2 separate regions of the Dromaius novaehollandiae genome follow, and region 1 is linked to region 2. The links are chromatin contacts, called in public Hi-C maps. All regions are on one chromosome and are shown on one strand. The core of a region is the stretch at or near the end of the contact, and the rest is flanking DNA. Distances in the headings are between cores, read along the strand shown.

The links. Hi-C and Micro-C count contacts between places; a contact is called where the count stands out from the background.
Region 1: a Hi-C map of liver shows a contact between it and region 2, with 3 times the contacts expected there. The contact joins the promoter of ADGRG7 here to the promoter of TBC1D23 in region 2. A contact is called at or near these places in 2 of 4 Hi-C or Micro-C datasets (brain and liver).

The regions. Positions count from the first base shown.
Region 1 is chr1:95,499,006-95,505,569 of bDroNov1.hap1, reverse strand. ADGRG7 (adhesion G protein-coupled receptor G7) reads right to left here and starts at 3,250. Exons shown (of 18, transcript XR_010391758.1): 1 at 2,634-3,250.
Region 2 is chr1:95,365,897-95,372,479 of bDroNov1.hap1, reverse strand. TBC1D23 (TBC1 domain family member 23) reads right to left here and starts at 4,290. Exons shown (of 19, transcript XM_026112342.2): 1 at 4,164-4,290. The coding sequence starts at 4,204. It overlaps CMSS1 (cms1 ribosomal small subunit homolog), which reads left to right and starts at 6,070. Exons shown (of 10, transcript XM_026112439.2): 1 at 6,070-6,195. The coding sequence starts at 6,135.

The DNA.
Region 1 (6,564 bases), core at 2,001-4,500, 130 kb before region 2:
GAAAACGTTAAGGTTTCTTAAAAAGGAGGCCGGCAAATCTTGAATGGGTAAGGGGTATTCTGCAGCAGGAATTACAGTGGAGAATGGGCTGGTGGACCTCAAGCTTTGGCAGATGGGACCGAGACCTGGAGGACCCTAGGGCCTAAGGCTTCCTCTTGGTTTATCTAACCCTATCCCTAGCTGGGGACGTGGAGTCTGGAATCCCTCACCATAAGATTCACAGTGGAAATTGTGTATCTGCGCACTGGATGTAATTTACGCCTTGAAATGATACAGCAAACTGAAGTCAAAGGCTGCCATTAGATCTGACATTTCAGTGTCTGTGTTTTCAGACTCTGATGAAAGAGGAAAGCCAGAAGATCAAAAAGTAAACAGTGCTGTCAGGAACACATGTGCTAATGTTGATTGCCTGACTTCTTACTGTTTAATGGGATTCATATAATTGGAAGTCTATCACAAACTAGAGGGGATGTGCCACGTGGCTGGGGTAATTCTGTTCTTGGAAGGTGCTGCTCAACTTTTGCTCATGTTGTTGCTATTTGGCATTTGTATTTTGGTCTGCCTCGGCTACATGATGGCTAGATGTCTATGAGGATTGTGGAATAACATCTGTGTGCAGCTAGGTGATGTGTCCATTAGCCATCAGCTTTTCCAACATGTTATCTCTCCACTGGAAATCTTACAAAAAGGGAAGAAATATCCACGAAGCAACTGAGATCTGGGTGGCCCAACGTAGGCAGCTGCAGCGAATGGATATAATGGGGAACAGGAATATATGTTTGGACAGCTGTTCCCCCCTGCCCTGCTTTGCCACTTGCTTTCGTTGGGAGCCCTGTGGGGCCGCACGAGATAATACTTCTGAGCCTGCGGCACAGCTCCCGGCCCCTGTCTCGCTCGGCAGTCACGTGCCAGAAGCAGTGTGAGCAGATCACACCACAGGGCCATCGGGCACATCTGGCACCCAGGATGGCCGGAGCAGAGCCAGGGAGCAGCACACACACCAGCCACTGCTGACCAGCAGAGGAGCGAGAGAAGGGACCGCTGGGGGCAGCCCGACGCTGAAGACATTAGAGGTGGCGCTTCTAAAACCAGGCCAGGATGCACTGTCCAGATCTAACTCTGGCTGTATTCGTTATGAGCTACAAAAAGGAGCATAAGAAAATGGAAAGGTAAAACAAACAAACGAACAAACAAAAGGGATAGGGCTGACATTCCAGCCACGAATCATCCCATTTTAAAGCAGAAAAGCACAATGCCGTGAAGTAGAAACTCCAGCACTTCTAGCGGGAGGTACGGACTCAGCTTCCATAGCAGGCGCCTGCACACAGCCTCTGCCTTACCTCTGTGTTCATTGATTAAGTGTATGTATTTTTAAACGAAAACGGCAATTCTTGCATAAACCTAAGCCATCATGAACTGTTCAAAAATATCAAGCACCACTGTTATTAGCAAACTGTTAATACTTTAGTATTAACTTTTGAAGAAGTTTGAAAAAAGAGAAAACATTACAGTTGTGCCCAGCAAGCACTACATCAGATGGGCATGAAGGTATTCTCCACACCTGAAGTGGTTTCAGTTCGACTCCAAGTCCTAGCAGCCAGTGGTCCTGCACTTGTAGAAATCTTATGTTAGAGAACGTAGAGAAAAAACTCTCTAACATTGAGAGTTAACTCCCGTTTTGTTGGGATTTAGAACCATCAAGGAAAACAAAGCCCACATTCTTAAGCACATTCTTAAGTTCACAGAGGTAGGCTATTACTGACATAAGTTAAACAATTAGTGTTTACTTAAGTGCCTTTCTTGTGCTTAGTTATGTTCCCTCTCCACAAACTTCTGATAAATCGAGTAAATATATCCCCACGTATCCGCATTTAGGCATTTCCCTGGGCTTCCAAGTCTCTGATCATATTTGACCTGCTGGAAGAGCACCAAGAAACATCTGATTCTTTCTATGAATTTTGAATTCAAGTTCATACATACTTTTTGTATCATGTCAATACAGTGAGTATTTTGCTGAGGAGAAACCCTGACAACTTTTCTGCTCCAAGTTTGTGCACATAAGGCTCTTACAGGTCTGCATTGAACTGATTTTCAGGTATATAATATGCAAACCACATACATATATCTCCTATATTCTTTCAGCAGAGTTTTCCATAATGTAATAAAAATTTGAACAGGTGCAGCATATGTTTTGTTTACATGCAGTTAGTATAAGGCATATACTAAATGCTTACGCTGCAAAGCTAAATACTTACCCTTTAAAACATAATTTATCCAACTAGCTTGACATTTATTTCTGTCTTTTGATAGGTAAATCAGATCTCAACCAGAAGAGTGAGAAACTTTCAAGACATTTCTCCAAAGCTGTATCAGAGGAATCATGTATAGTGTAAATACATTACAAGGAAAATACTCCAGAGACTGAGTGCCAGACTATTCTGTTTTCCAGCAAAATACAAAGTTCAAAATACTTTAAACACTGGTGTGAGAGGAAGGACATTTCCACCTAAGAAGCCTTGGGCACTGATGGGTCTATCTGCAATCTTGTTTAAAAAATAGAAGAAAAGGAAAGAAAAGACAAAAACCCAAAGAGCTCAAATAGAGCTCAAATGGAACAGAATTATATTTATTACCTGTTTTGAACCTGACAACAGTCTGCCAAATACACAACGTCCAAAGGATCACAGTCACTGCACAACAGATGATCCCAACCAGTGTCCATCTGTCCCAGCGGAGCAGAGGCATGTTGCAGTGCAGGCTGACTCTGCTCTGTCATAAAATGGTTATATACCTTGATATCCTTGTGATGGATAAGCCATTAACTACTTTTCTACTGCTAGAACTTTAACCTTTTCAGTTCCTTTTAAAAGAAGTTTTACTAGAGAAGTAATTCACAATAATTTCTAGCTTTTTCCACCTGTTAAAACATTCCACTTTTCAAAGCATTAAATCTCATGTCTCCTACTTGTTATAGGGAAATGCTGCAGAGCAGAGCCCCGGCTACATTAATATTTATAACCTGACCAGGGCCTGAGCCCGTTCTCTGAGCGTGCAGCAGGGCTCATGACCATGCCATCTAGCCCCTCTTCCCTCCAAGCAGGGCACCCTCGTGTATATTGTATATATTGCATATATTCTATATAGTGCATATATTCTATATATTGTGTATATTGCCTCTTGGGAACTGCCGCTGGCCCCAAACTGTACCTGCGCGCTGTCTGGAGAGCGCTAGCTGGCGTAGGCCAAAACCACGCTGAGGGATGTGCTACCAACTGAGGAATTTGGCCCCGTTGTGTAGCGTTATTTAGTTTACTGGCATAGTCACAACCACTGGGCACTGCAGCAGTGAGGACAGAAAAGAAAAAATGGAGGCTGTGGAAGGGTGAGAGTTAAGTCTCCTACGCAGTAAGAGGTAGGTAATATTCCTGTTGCGCTGACAGTAGATGGAAAAAATGACTTCATTAGGACTGGCCTAGACTAGGCTCTTGACACTTTCAGAAGAGGATATGGCATTTCCATGCTACATACTATGGACGAGCAGAGCAAAGAGGGAGGCAGGGGGAGACGAAGGTTTGGATGAAAGCCACAGTGCTCCTGGTAGAAGAGCCTTATTGCACCCCCCTTTGTGCATCTCCACCGTGAAGTTTGGTCACTCAGCAGGGTACTGGTACAATTCAGGATAAAAGCTATGTCTTCAGATTCCCAAGCCATGTGCTTCATCCAGAAAGAAGCAGGGGACAGAATGATGGGAAGAAAAAGAAAACAGGTAAAAGATACCAATGAGGCAGAAAGACAAGTTGTAACACTAGAATTCTCAAAAACAGTATCTTCTTCTGCATGCTACCATGTCTCTTGCTGACAAATTGAAAACTAAGAAATTAATCTTGCATTCAAGATCAAGAGAGACAAACAGAGATATTTAAAGAACTAACTGTAATAAGGAGCATTTTTTTGTCATCACAGATCTGTGGCTGAACCTCCTGCATGTTAGCAGGACCAATAACTTGCTCTTACGTAGTGTCCTTCATCGGTGGCTCTTAGTGAGGAAAGAAGGTCTATTTGGCTTTTGTAATTACAGAAGCACTTCTATCTCCAGTGTAGAAACAGGGCCCAAAAAACTGAAGTGATTGGTGAAGGACATATGGAAACCCAGTGGCCCACAGTGAAAAAAGAGGCCTTGGGCATCAGGTCTCTTGGGCTATAGCACCCAGTTAGGTGCTACTGTTTCTTTAATGCATTACAGAACATTAAGATTTTTTTTTCTTTTTCTCAAGGAAATTATGAGCAAGATAAAGCATGTCATTAATGTCCTTGGTGGCAATCTGCGAAACAGACTTAGACCTCATAATCAAAAAATCAATACTGAAAATACTGAGCATCTAATTAGTAGCAAACACGATACTCTGTACTAAGGAAAGATCTGAAAGGCCAAGAAAGCGTCCCAGTACAAGACACAGGGAAGACTGAGGAAATGTGGAAATAATTAAGATCTAAGCATTTACAAATGGGATCTCTAAAACTGTTAATGTGCTTCTTTAGACACCCAAATGTCTTAAAATCTGGCTCACAGAGGTTTTAGTTAATGAAAGGCTGCACCACTACACTGATGACGGTTACGGGGACAAACCTGCAGCTCCGTCGGAGGATCTGCCAGCCTGGAAGAAAGAGCAATAGAAAGAAACCCCCAGTACAGTGGAGCAGTTTGAGGCTTTTACCTCCAGAAAAGGCGCAACCCCAGAAACCCCCCACCGGGTGGACAGACACAGGTGTTGGCACCCTTTCTCTTTCAGAGGGGTGGGAATGGGTCCCCAGGGGTCACCCAGCAGCAGTGGAGCAGCCACAATGTCCAGCTGGAGAGAAGCATTGCCTCCTTATCCTGGTTGCCACGGAGGTTTAGTGCCCTTGTGCATTTTAATTACTTTCCAGCCTGTTGACATAAGCAATTAAATATTTGACATTCCTGGATTAGAAGAGCTAAGAGTTTAAAACTGGATCTATGATACATTCAGGAAGATGGCAACCAGGAAGATGGACACTCAGGAAGATGGCAATGCATGCACAGGACTTGGTCTTACAGATGGGGAAACTGAGTCACAGACCAGTTAAGCAACATTGAGTTACGCTATGCCCAGTATACCACCAAGTCTGAAGGTTGCAGCATATTAAAAGCATAACCAGGTTCTGAATCACAGGTCTAATTTTCTAGTGTCCTCTCCTAGTAGAAAGGCTGCTAGATGGTAGCAGTGATTTTCCATATACTTGCAGAGGTGTTAAATGAATATACAGGGTAGAAAGACACAGGAATTCACTTTCTGCTCAAAGTAAATAGGATCCCTGAATTCTTCCTAATATACATCTTTATTTTATACATCTAATACACATCTTTTTTTCCCCTAATATACATCTAATACATCTTTGAGCAGAATATTGTTTTGAATGCATTTTTGCATTACTTTTTATATATAAAATACTGTGATTCCCAAACCTTGGCTCACAGTCCCAGGACTGCAAATAGAAGAGGGTTTGTAACCTGGGAAATGGCAAAGGAAATAGGATGGTGAGTGAGAAAGATTAGGAACTTCTAACTTCACATGGATATTTTACATAAACCTTCAAGAAGCATAAGGAAACATATGGCAAAACCCAAACAAATCAATTAGTATATTTTAAAGAACAGTATATTTTTATTCATGAAAATATTAAACCATGTTTACATGATAAAGTTATCAAACTGAAAGCAAACCTCATTACTTGTAAAACTGTATGTGCAATGCAGCTGTGGGGAAGCAAAACTGCTCTTGAGTGACTAAATATGTTTCTTCAGCTTTCCTACATTTCTTTTGAGCCGTAATTGGAGCCAGATGTTTCTTATTTCCTTTCTGTTTTGTTTTCAAGCCTGAATAAAATGCAGTGCCAGCAGTAAACACCATCTCTGAGATTTTTTCATGTGTCAACTGCATCTGGCTGAGTTGGAGTTAAAAACAAGTAAAATTCCAGCAAAGCAGTGCAAGCTGTCACTCGAGCTGTCGTTCATTTCTGGAGCAGGGAATCAGCATTGTGATTTCTGGGACTGCCACACGGGACCCGGAAAAATCCCAGAGAGTATATTTGACAACCTTGTGTCTACTAAATAATGCTATAGGCAGACTGGAATGTTTTATATAGTAAATACAGCTTCTCCTCCCTTCAATCTTTGAGTCTTTGGAGTGATTTCTAGTTGCTTAATTGCTATTCAGTTGTATAGATTGCTTTTATGAAAATCGCCTCTTTGCCATTTCTTTCTTCTGCTCAGAGATAAGCACAATATGTAGACATAAGCATTTCTGCTCTTACATGCCCTCACTACGACTTTGACCTCTTTGGTACTATTCATTGCAGAATATTTTGAGCTGCAGTCCTTACACAAAAGCTCTTTCTCTGAATCAAAATCCAAAGTGTTCTGTAGCACTTGATATTATGTTTTCCAACTAGGTTTTATGCATTTTCATTCTAAGAAGTATATCCAATATCTTATAGAGATCCATGAACTGTAACAATTACATAATAAAGTGTTAAAATTATTGC
Region 2 (6,583 bases), core at 3,041-5,540:
ATAGATGTGTTATCACAGTGCGTTATATGAAATATAGCAGGAAAAAATAAAGTTATTCTATTATGATTCAGTTAGCTACTCTTTTCCTCTGTTAACTTTCAAGATTACTCAGAGGCTAGAAGCAGAGAGTTTTCAAAGGTTAACAGAAATTCTTTTCTAAGACAAATATTCTTCTATTCATGCTAACTTGAAAGGTACCATGGAAATGATTTTGGTTCTTTAACACATGTTCCCTGGCTGTGTTTTGCCTGATTTCACTCAGGCATTGTAAATGTTCCAGCAAACTGCTAGCAACCTGGACCCTTGTCTTTCACTGCCTGAAGGTCAGCTGGGAAGTTTTGTGCTCATAATGAACAACAATTATTTCACTTCCTTTGGAAAGAGTGCAGCACTTCCTTCTCTTTATGGGCAAACTCCAGGCTGGAGCATCCTTGCTTTCTGCTCTGCCATGGCTCCATTGACTATTCCTGGAATCCAGTCAAAGTTTTGGTTATGATCTATATAATCCCAGTTTGTTCCTAAGGTTGATTAATTCCCACAAGACAAATATCTATAAATATTACAATTCACAATATTGCTATTAGTGTATCTGGACTAAACTTCCATAGTTACAGAAGGACCTCTAAAATCCACTCCAGTCAAGTGACCTACTACAATCAATAGCTAACTACCTTTGTGGATGTTCAACACGATTTTTTAGCCAAAAAGAGTCACTTAAGATACGATAGAGAAGTGGAGTCATTAAAAACTGATCAACACATTCAGACTTTTTTTAAAAAGTACTATTTATTTTACTTATATATGTCTCTGAGGTGCTTGGTAATAATCACTTATAAATATTAATGAAGGAATTTAGAAATGGTGGAGATGTGAACAACAGGGAAAAGAAAGAAATATTTCAGTGAACCGTAACTAGATGAGGAAAGATGTATAGTATTAAGAAATCTATAATCCATCAGGAGGTTGCAATGTATGTACCTGCCAATGTACCTGCCAACGCCTGTTAATTTTGCTCATCTGTTATTAGGAAAGACAGATCCCTTCGAACTGTTTCTTATAAGTCAACACACTTTTCTAAAAACAAACAAAACAAACAAACAAACAAAAAAAACACTTCAAAAGTTTAAAGTTTTAATTTGTGGTAGGCACATTTTTAATAGCTACTTATTTCCACAGTGAGACTGGTATCTTCCACATGTACCAAATTATCTAAAATGCACTTAGCAGTCAAAAAAAAAAACCCCACCGAATTCACATATAAACTGAATCTACTACTACACATGTGCCTGTTAAAGATATTACTCATTGGCTTAAAAAAAGGATTAAAAAAAAATTACAATGCTGTAACACTTCAAAAGACTCTGGTTATTTATGCCCACATTCCTTTAAGGGACACACTCATCACAGCTGCTCTTGATGTGTTCTAGTAGGCCACAACCATTGGCAGAGTAAGAAGTAGTATTTAGACATGTATTTGTTAAACGTGTCTTCATACATCATTCCTGTTTTCCTCAAATCAGAAGGAAGGCTGCTACCAGCTGAACCTGCTCTGCTCCCAAACATGAATACACCCAGCTCATGTGGAATCCAGACTGGACAGTGATGTGTTTCTTAAAGCTTTTTATTTTTTAAAGCCTGCTTAAAAAGGTACCCTGCCAAGAGGATCACTAGTTTTAGCTTCTACAAAGCTGTTGCCGCCTGGGACATCAAACCCATCCAGTCAGCAGTTCTACGCTTCATGCTATGCTACGATTACCAGAAATACACTGAGAGAGACACAGGCGCATAGCCAGCAATGCTGCTCTCAAAGTTATGAGAACAGACTGTAGATGTGTGCATTACTGCTAGATGGGACTGATTTATTCAGTAGGTTTTTATTTATATTACCAAGAAGGTAGAACTAAACTGTATTTTGAACAAAATACTTTGCTTGAAAAAGCTCACAAAAGTATACTGATTTACAACATATAGTAATCACAAACAAGGCTTACTTAAACAAAAACTGCACAAGCCACCAGTGTTGATTAAAATTTCCTAAGTCAATAGCTAATAACACTGTATCTTTATAAACATCATTCTACCTTTCCCAGAGCAAAGGGCATAGCTTCCCATCACAGAAAGCTATCTATATAAATGCTTCTATTTTTCCAGAAATATACTTTTATATAGTTACACTGCTTCCTACTTTTAATTCATGATCCTATTGACTACAGAAAAAATACCAAACAAGTGTTATTTTAAGTTGAAAGTAATGAGATTGTTTGTTCTGTATTGAAAGCAAACAAAAACTAATCCTTCATACTTACTTCAAAATATCTCTTGTAATCAGAGCACCATTAAATACACTTTGTTCTTTAGGGACTTTTAGAAAAGAACATTAATTCCCTGACATTTTTACCTCTTCTTTATCTTTTTTCAAGTGTGCCAATTTCTCACAAAAAAACAAAAACAAAACAGGAAGCAATATGAAGCCTCTAAACAAACAAGGAACTCAGCTTTATGTGCTCTTCAGAAGGTATAGCTCTTGTAACAGGACATACGCTGGCATTCCAATGTAGCATTTAAGCATAAGACTCTTGATTGCTTCCAAGAATTCCTGCAAAGTATTTTTTAAATTTCATCTTTCCTACTGCATGCCTTCAAATTTGCATTTTTTAACAGTACCAGCATACCACATTTACTATAATTACATTTTGAAGTTGCTAGTCAGAATGGTAATAATGTAGGTTGCACTGTGAAATAAGTCTAGAACCAACAGCGTTCCTCATTCTTGATACAAATTTTAGCAGTTTGTTGGGATCTTACAGACTACAACATTCTTTCAACATTACTGTCTTTCAACAGTAATGAAATATGTTTGAAGTCATTTTTAAGGTTTTTCACTGTAGTTCTTATTCAACCAGGCTTATATTTCAAAGTGTCAAGACTGAACAGTGAATGAGTCTGTTTCCTACTCTGTAGTTATTATGTACCAAGATTTAGAAATAATGCTTATGTAATACTGTACCTGTAAAAAGTACTCCATAGATTTTGAACTTTTAACTAGAAACAAACAAACCCCAGAGAAGCCCCATCAATTCATTTTTATTTGCTAGTAAGTGATATTCAGCAGACAGTTTTACAAATACAGTTCTTGAGGATAAAACTAATGCAGACATAGAAGAGAGATCATCTACATCTGCGTGCGTATCAGTTCTGGTTTCTTGACAGTGAGATAACTAAAGCAGCACAAAGAAGGCTGGGCACAGTCAGCACAAGATTTTGAATCCCCTACATAAAGTAAAGCATGTAAGCAAAACCATCAGATTGGGAATGATTGTAAGAAGCAAGTCTGTAAGGCAACTATGTAAGTAACTGTTTAAGTGTGCACAAGGAAGGAACAAGAAGCAAGGCTCAGAAACACAAAGAAAAGAGAAATCACATGCAGTGAGGAAGCACAGAGAGAAATAAAAAGAAAAACACAGAACAGAGGTGTGGGATACAGTGAAAGCAGGATCAGTGTTTAAACTCAAACTAGGTTTATTTAAGCCTCGGCAGTCTGAAGTGAATACACATGCATCAAACACTAAAATCCCTTCAGTGTCACCAAAGTGATCCTATACATGCTCCAGAAATAGTCTCTTTTGGACTCCTAAAGGTTCAATATAAAAGCCATTATAAGCAAATAGCCACGCTGGGGGACGGGGAAAATCATTCTGAAAATAACGTGGGATCTACTTTTTCTTATCTTCGCTTGGGCAGGTGGGCAGGGCGAGGGGAAGCCGAACTAACCGCAGCAACCGAAGTCCAAGGGATCAGGCGCCCTCGAGAAGCTGCTACCGCCTATTAAAAAGATCTGATTTGAAACCAGAGCACCGCCACCCCCGGCCGGAGAGGGCCGGGCGCTGCCCTGCCCTGAAGGCAGCGCTTCCCCCCTGGGGCTCCGCCAGAGCTGGGCTGAAACGCCGGGAGGTGCCTGCGGGAGGGGGCGGCCGGCAGGGCCGCAGTGTCCCCCCGCCCAGCCCCGCAGTGAGCCCCGCGAGGGCGGCCTCAGCGCCCCACACACTCCCCAAACCCGCCGCCGTCCCCCTGTTTTTTTTCCACCTCTCTCAGCTCCTCGGCCCTGCTCCCCGCTGGCGAAGGAGAGGAGCGGGGAGGAAAGGCCCCGACACCCCCCAACTCACCAGCTGCTCGACGGCGGCTGCCCCTCTTCCCCTTCCGCCATAGCTGTTGACGTGCCGCCTCGCTCGGTCGTAAAGCGCACCCGGGCTCCCTCACCACCCCCCTCCCCCCGCGCCTGCCTTGCGCGCCCAACTCGCTTCCCTGCCGCCCCGCGGCTGTCGTGCAGTGAGGGTGAAGGCCGTAAAGCGCGGAAGCCTGGCAACAGAGGCGGGCGATGGCGGAAGGGTGGGGCGAAGTCCTGAGGAGGCGGGTCGGGTCGGGCGTGTGGCAGCGGTGGCGGCGTAGCCGCCGTGCTCCTTAGGCACCTGAGCGACTTTCACCGGCATTAGTGCTGAGCTAGCCGCAAGGAAGCGGGGTGTGAGGGGATCCTCAGGAGCGGCGGCTGTGAGGAGGCAACGGTTCAACGGACGCCAGGGGCGGGGAGAGGGGCGGCCGTTGGCCCGCTGGGGCGGCTGTTATTTGCCGGGGGAGAAGTGCGCTGGGGCGCGGGGTGGCGGCGCCGGGCTAGGCTCGGCCGAGGCTTGCCGGAGCTGGGCTGGCAGAAATCGGCCTCCGGCAGTCAGTGACTTGCTTTCAGGGCAGCCCGTACGGAGCGGGAGACGTGTGTCACCGGCTTCAGCAAGGCTGCGGTACGACCCAGCGACAGAGGCGGGCGCACCACCGCGGAGGAAAGGCTGACGGGGGTCTTCGCATCCCTTGTGCATGAAGGGGGATCTGTATGAAGGTGCTGTTCAAGTTTGGGCAGTAGGGAGGGAAAATCCCCATCGCAAGTACCGATCAAAACCAACTGCAGATGTCTTCCTCGAGAAGATTTGGGAATTTATTTTCCAGGCAGGGAAGAGTTTCAGTGAAAGATTATATGTACTGAACATTTTTCCCATGTAAAATGTTCTTATTAAATGTATTTCCCTACCGTCAGTATTTTGCCAGACTGCACTCCAGAAATCACAAATAAAATTCGTAATTTATACACAGAACCCTATTAGAATGGTTTGCAAGAGTTAAAAATCACCTGGTAACGTTCATTGTTAACCCTGGATAGAAAACCACTACGGCTTTTGAACATGCACGTTCCCTACCCATTCAACACCCTCAAAGAAAAAGAAAAGTAGTATAGGTCTGTGAAAGTTACGGCGATCCAACTAATTTCTACGAGGAATAAGAGCGCCACCTAATGATAAGTTAGCGTCCTTACACTTGTCTATTTTACTCCCACACCTTGCCTCAGGATATGTTCCAGCTCTGTAAATGCCCAGGCTTTACTAGGACTGCTGCTGTGAGAAAAGATAGATGCTCGCTTAACTGTGTGAAGGATCCAATTCCCAAACATTCAAGTATACTAATGGAAAGGTAACTTACCCTGTTTTCACGCACATGTTTGTTTCTCAGGAAGGATTACATGAATAATCCTATTCAAGAAAGATATTTTACAGCATCGAACTAAACTCAGACAAAAAATATGTATTATGAAGGAGAAGGTATCCTCTGTAATTCCTTTCCTCCTTTTCCCATTTCATAGATATTTCTCATGTAAAAAGCATGGTTTTTAAGAACCTACTTATCATTACTCAGGAAAAACATTTTGTACAATGTGCATCAGGCATTAATAACGGTAAATAATAACATACCACCAGCCTGGGCACCACTAAGCCTTGACAAACACTCGCAATTTGTGGGAAAGGTAGGAAAAAGAGGGAGGCATGGAAAAGAAGAAAGATTGGTTTCTTCTTTTTCAAACCTCTTCCCCTTTTGGTGCGCGTCACGCTCCGTCCGATGCCTCCGCTCCCTGCGGCGGGGGCTCATCCTCAGCCGCGGTGCCGGCGGCCCTGCTCCGTGCGCAGCCCCGCTCCGTGCGCGGCGCGCAGGCGCGGCCTGCGGGGGGTGGGGCCGGGCGGGAGGGGCGGGGCGCGCCGCGCCGCGCCACGGCGCCTTCCCCCGCCCCCGGCCTCCCCGCGTGGCGGCGGCGCGGCAGTATGGGGGACGTGCTGGAGGAGCCGTGGTGGGAGGTTGCGTCGGGGGCACGCAGCAGTCCAGGTACTCGCCTCCCGCAGCGTTCTCCTCATGCCAGCCTTGACAGTCTTCCTAACAGCTTAGCTCCTTTCAGCCGCTTCCTTCTGCCCCCTCTTTTTTTTTCCTTTTAACCACCCATCCCGCTCTTTTCATTCTCGGTTTTTGATTTCCTCCTAGAGTTTTTTCCTCTCGCTTGATTTTCCTTCCTGTTTCTTCTGCCACCTTTTCCCTGCTTTCTGCCGATGCCTCACATTTTTGCTTGTAAACAAATTCTCTGCAGCCCAGTGATGTCTAATCTTCTACCTGTCAGATTGGGTTAGTTAGGGGATGAACCAGCAAACGAGAATATAAACACTTAAAATAACATCAGAAATCCACCCATCAAAAATATATTTAAGCGAAGTAAAAACAG